Regions from separate parts of the Sus scrofa genome. Here region 1 is linked to region 2. A link is a contact called in public Hi-C data. All regions are on one chromosome and are shown on one strand. The core of a region is the stretch at or near the end of the contact, and the rest is flanking DNA. Distances in the headings are between cores, read along the strand shown. Region 1 has its middle 150 kb from the start of AUH. Region 2 has its middle 69 kb from the start of SYK.

Evidence for each region. Hi-C and Micro-C count contacts between places; a contact is called where the count stands out from the background.
Region 1: a contact with region 2 is called in a Hi-C map of embryonic fibroblasts, with 3 times the contacts expected there. The contact joins two enhancer-like sites. A contact is called at or near these places in 3 of 47 Hi-C or Micro-C datasets (adipocytes, embryonic fibroblasts and mesenteric adipose tissue).

The regions. Positions count from the first base shown.
Region 1 is chr14:2,391,184-2,393,915 of Sscrofa11.1, reverse strand. No RefSeq gene overlaps it. Among named protein-coding and RNA genes, the nearest start is that of AUH, 150 kb to the left of the region's middle. Within about 2 kb of position 1,260, at least 43 of the 83 cell types and tissues checked have an H3K27ac peak or open chromatin away from gene starts, as enhancers often do. A contact at or near this core is called in embryonic fibroblasts, where this site is marked.
Region 2 is chr14:2,171,487-2,174,186 of Sscrofa11.1, reverse strand. No RefSeq gene overlaps it. Among named protein-coding and RNA genes, the nearest start is that of SYK, 69 kb to the right of the region's middle. Within about 2 kb of position 1,261, at least 7 of the 83 cell types and tissues checked have an H3K27ac peak or open chromatin away from gene starts, as enhancers often do. A contact at or near this core is called in embryonic fibroblasts, where this site is marked.

The DNA.
Region 1 (2,732 bases), core at 11-2,510, 220 kb before region 2:
TGTCTGTGCAAAGGGGCTTGGGGATCAGTAAAGTCGCCTCCTCCAGATGACAGGCGATGCTTTATTTGCTTCATGTTTTAGAAGAGACCTGTTGTATCAGGAAGGTGGGGCTCACAACTGGTCCAGTTCAGGGCACGTTCAGGAACCTGGGGGTTCACCTGGGGAAAGAGGGCTCAGGGGGGACAGGTGGCTGTCTTTTAGAACCATGGTGCCAAACTGGAACCCTCATGGCTGCCAGGGGCTGGAGGAAGCCACACAGGCCCCCACCCCCACAACACTCTTCTGTTCCACTCTGCATTTGTCCACACAGAGGCAAGGACCGGGTCCCTAGGGGAAGCTGCGTCCACTCTCCCAGGCCCATAAGCTGCTCCCTGCTGCCGAGGTTGAAGCAGAGTGTGGGCAAGCTCGGGGGTGGGGGTGGGAGTGGGGTGCAGGCAGAGGACAGTTCCTCTGACTCAGCTCTGTCCTTGAGGTCATCCAGATGGCACCCCTGCAGCTCCAGCACAGGCTGAATAGCTGGGAAGTGCGTGGATGCAAAGGCAGCTCACTGGTCAGGTCCTAAAGAGGCACAGAAAGCAGAAATCAGTCTAACCTGGGCCGGGACTTCATCACTACTCTGTTTCTTGGGATAATCCATGTGTTTAAGCAGTAGCTTTTTTTAAAACTTGAAGAAAAATTATCCAGAGTTCCCTGGTGGCTCAGTGGGTTAAGGAGCTGGCGTTGTCGCTGCTGTGGCTCTGGTTGCTGCTGTGGTGCAAAGAGTTCAGTCCCTGGCCTGGGAACTTCTACCTGCTGCGTACTGAGCCAAATAAATAAATAAATTTGAAAAATTTGAAAAGAGAAAAGAAAAAAAATTATCTGGAGGCCTAAGTGCTAGGGCTGGGGAGGGAGAATTGCCCATTTTCTCCTAAGCCTGTTGGTTCTCACGTGGCTGCCTGGTGGCCTCCGTGGTACAGAAGAGATGCTGGAGGACGTAGCCCCTGCAGTGGGGCAGGCTGGGACTAGGCTGGGAGCAAGGCGGACTGCCTGGATCAGCCGTTCCACACATCTCACCTCCTATCCCTTTTCCAAAAACTGCCCACCCAAATGTTCTCCAGACGCAACCTCTTATGAATCCATTTCACAGAGCAAGACCTGAATTCACCACGGTAAAATAGACCACTGTGGCACCGAGCAACAGCTCTGGAGCTGTATTCCTTTAGCTGTGACGTCTTTAGTCACAGGCAAAGGTTTCAGAGGAATTCGAAGATGGGCAAAGGCACTTCCTGACCTTTTCGAAAATAGTCTGAGTCACTTTCACTTTCAGCCTCGGGACTGTGCTGAATGAATCCTTTGTGCAGTTTACAGAAAGTGAAAAGTGGTTTGGCAGCCGAGAAAAGTTCAAACACCTCATAGCCTCTCCTACATTGAGTAACACTTCTTTCGCATTGTCTGTTAACACGGTTCTGAAACGTACGTTTCATGAAGCCTAGAACTTGTTCATGAGTGGCCGTAGTTTGAGTGCTTTAAAAATACAAGAAGTGAAAAAAAAAAAAAAAAAAATGAAAAGGCGTTTCCTGGTGATGAAGTGGGTTGAGGATCCAGTGTTGTCACTGTTGTGGCTTATGTTGCTGCTGTAATGTAGGTTTGATCCCTGGCCCCACAATTTTCACAAGTGGCAGGTGTGGCCAAAAAAAAAGAAAAAAGTACAAGAAATATGTGACATGCCATAAAAGACAGGAAATGACAGCCCATGCCTAACTTCATGGAAAGAAATTCTAATTATAGGAGTGGTGTGATTTATTGATTTATTTATTCTTATTACCTATCGATTAAATTCTCTTAGATGGTCTCCACATAACCTTAAAGGTACTTTCTTTTTTTTTTTTTTGTCTTTTTATGGCCACACCGGTGGCACATGGAAGTTTCCAGGCTAGGGGTAGAATTGGAGCTGTAGCTGCCGGCCTACACCACAGCCACAGCAAATGGGATCTGAGCTGTGTCTGTGGTCTACACCACAGCTCACAGCAAACCTGGATCCTTAATTCAGGGATCAAACCCGCAACCTCATGGATCCTGGTGGGGTTTGTCACTGCTGAGCCACAACGGGAACTCCCTAAAGGTACTTTCTCTTGCTCTGGTCTTTGTGGGAATTTCTATGTGACCTGTGATTGGCAAACCACTCTTCTAAAAAGACTAACAAGGTGTATCTCTGGGCCTATCCACGGCGCCAGTGCTCCTGAATTCAGGTAGCATGTGTGATATCTCATTTGCTGTATGTGCGAATTAAAGAATATTTGCATGTACAGATCTGAAAATGTATGTTGAATTTCCTAAAAAAACAGACAGACCTGACATTTTAAATTTCCCCTGGGGATAAACTAGTCTTAGAAAGTGAACACGAGGAGGAGTGCTGTAAGAGAACCAGGAAAAGGAGCCAGCCCAGTGCTGGCCTGGGCCAGGCCTGCCTCTCCTGCTCCATGACCTTTAGCAGATGCAGAATGGAGGCCACATTTCTAAGTTAAAAAAGAAAAAAAAAAAAGATCTCGTCTTGTCCATTCATTAAACCTGAGGACAGGGATCCCCAAAGCCACTGGCACCTGGAAAATATCTTCAGGATGCGTATTTGGGCTCTGTTCCGTAACTTCTGAATGGATTCTGCGTTTGGAGTCCTAAAATCGATATTGAGATAAAAGCCACTTCGTGAAAAAAATTTTTGAGCTAAAATTCGCATCCCGTAAAGTCACCCTTCA
Region 2 (2,700 bases), core at 12-2,511:
TGCTTGGCCCTGTGTTATAGCCATGCCCCCGACCCTGGCACAGGGCACCCCCATTAGGGTCCACGTGGATTGACAGCCCTTCGGCCCTCCAACCTGGGAATCCCGGGCAAAAGCACAGTGGCAGTTGCCCTTACGCTTTGGAACCCAGTCCTGGAGTTGTCCCCCAGGTGCTGGACTCATCACGCAGGGCTAGGCTCCTTAGATGCCTGGGAAGTAAAGTGTGAGGAGCCTCCACCCTCTGTGGTAAAAGCTTGCCTCTCCTTCTCCAAGCCCTTCCACAGCCTGTGCCTAAGTTCCAAGTCTAACCTCACCCTCTCATGCTGCAGAAACACGGGATAAAATGTGATGCCCTGGTCAGAATATAAAAGCTTACTTCCCGAGCCAAATCTCCCCAGGTGTGGACTGGAACTTTCCTGGAGGCGCTGTGGTGAGAGGGTTAGGACTCAACTCCTGAGCATAGTCGCTGGAAACACTTTGTAGCAGTCAGCCCTAGTGCAGGGGGAACTGGTGGACAAAGCACATTCATTCGGGGTCAAAATCCACACCCTCTGTGTAGTGTTACCTGTGGGTCAGTTGTCACTTAACTAGAAGGAGGTGAGAAAAGATGCAGAAATGCATCTCTTTTTCCCAGCCTAGAAGTGTCACCGGTCACTTGACATTTTTCCAGTATCTGGGGGCATGTTGATGAGGTGGCTCTTCTTTGGCTTTGCTCTGTGTCCGGGAATCCAGACATGACAGCTCAGCCCTGCAGTGGAATTTCCTCTGCTTCCTGAGGCTCGATGACCCAGGAGGAATGGAGCAGAGAGGGCTCCGAGCAAGTGGTTATGAGATCCATGGCTCAGTCCACACCTATTTTGAGGACCTAGTTGCTTCCCCTGTAAAACAGGGTGGATTAAATCAGAGATACTCTGTGCTACCTCCTTAGAACCAAACCATGTTGACTCTGTAGTAAATTCATAGATTCCAGTCGTTCTCTTAATCAAAAGCCTGGACCTCGGAGTTCCTGTGTGGCTCAGAGGGTTAAGGATCCAGCATTGTCACGGCTGTGGCTCCGGTTCTATCCCTGGATCTGGAAATCCCGCATGACGCAGGCACGGCCAAAAAAAGAAAGAAAGAAAGAAAGAAAAGCCTGGACTATTTGAGCCCAAATTAAGCAGCTTGAGTATTTTTGTTGTCTGGGTGGCCTTCTCCAGGAATATGTGATGTGCCTTTCATTTCCCAAGGACTGTTGGCTGGAAATGAACAAGCCTGGATGAGGGGCACTTCCAGCTCAAACATGCAGCATCCAGATCAATGAGCCCACCTCAAGGTCAAGCCAGTGGGCACGAGCCCACGGCAGGCAGATCTTTTAACAGGAGGACAGAGAGAAACATTTAAATTCCTCTCAGCTGGCCAATACCTAATGGCAAAGATCAGAAATTGCTTCCCTGAATCGAGTAGCCAGCTGCCAACTACTTACTTCGAAAATAAATCACTTGCTACATCTTTTTACACACGCCGAAATGTGATTTCCAATACTGCATCCAGTTGGCGACTTTCAGGCTTTTGTGAAAATAAGCAGAACCTCAGTCACTGTCAGCAGGACTGGTGAGCTCATGCCCAGGTGTTAGGCTGCCACCTAGTGGACACTTGGGAAATGGCCGCACACAGCGCCTGTCCAGAGGCAAAGGGCACCCTAAGCATCAGCCTTGTCCGTGGGAGGGGCCCCGGGGACCCGCTGCCTTCCTGCCACAGTCAGGGTCAGGCCACCTAAACTAGAGACTTGACACAATGGTCATCCCTCTTGTCTCTCCCGTCTTTTTCTTCCCTCTTACCTCTTAAGAGAGGCATGATAGAAGATAAGATGTATATATGCATATATGTACATGTGTATATATATGTACTTTTTTTCTCATCACACACATATATATATGACTGGGTGACTTTGCTGTACAGCAGAAATTGGCACAACATTGGAAATCAACTATATTTTAATTTTTTAAAAAAAGAGGTTTAACCCAATAAAATAAACCCCCTCTGAGTCAGGTGGCAAGGTTTTTACTTGGAAAGAACTCTAAAAAATTACCCTGGGCATGGACCTGGCACGGGTAGCCTCAATCCAGCGGGTCAGGTTTACACCGTTAGATTCCTGAGAGCAGGCCCCTCCGCCTGAGGGTTTCAGCAATAACACTCACCTGGGGACTGTGATTCTGCCCTTCACCCACCCCACCCTGTCCCCAGTTCATTAGGTCATTATAACAGTGTGCCCAGGGCCCAGCACAACCTGACCGAGTTGTCACTTGCTGGCTTCAGAAGGAATCACCCATCTGCCAGGGGAGGGGGTACCCTCCCGAACATGACACTGCACAGAGCTGCCATCCCACACACCCAGGTGGACCTAGAGCTGGTGCCCATGGGCCTTGTGGACATGGTCCTCAACCAGGACAGCCGTTGGTGCCCGTGAGCCTTGTCACACAGCTTGAGATACAGGCTGACAACCTTGTAGGCCCAAAGGATGGGGGCTCTGCGCAGCAGGAACCCAGGCTCTTCTCCTGGCTCAGGCCTCGGGAAGTGGCATAGTGCCAGAGTGAGCAGAAGTGGACAGGCAAGGCGACATGCAGTGGAGTCCTGGGGACAATCGGACATCAGCTACCAGTATCTAAGCTGCATGTGCCCTCTGACCCCATACCAGTCCACACTCCCTGCAGCACAGTTATGCAG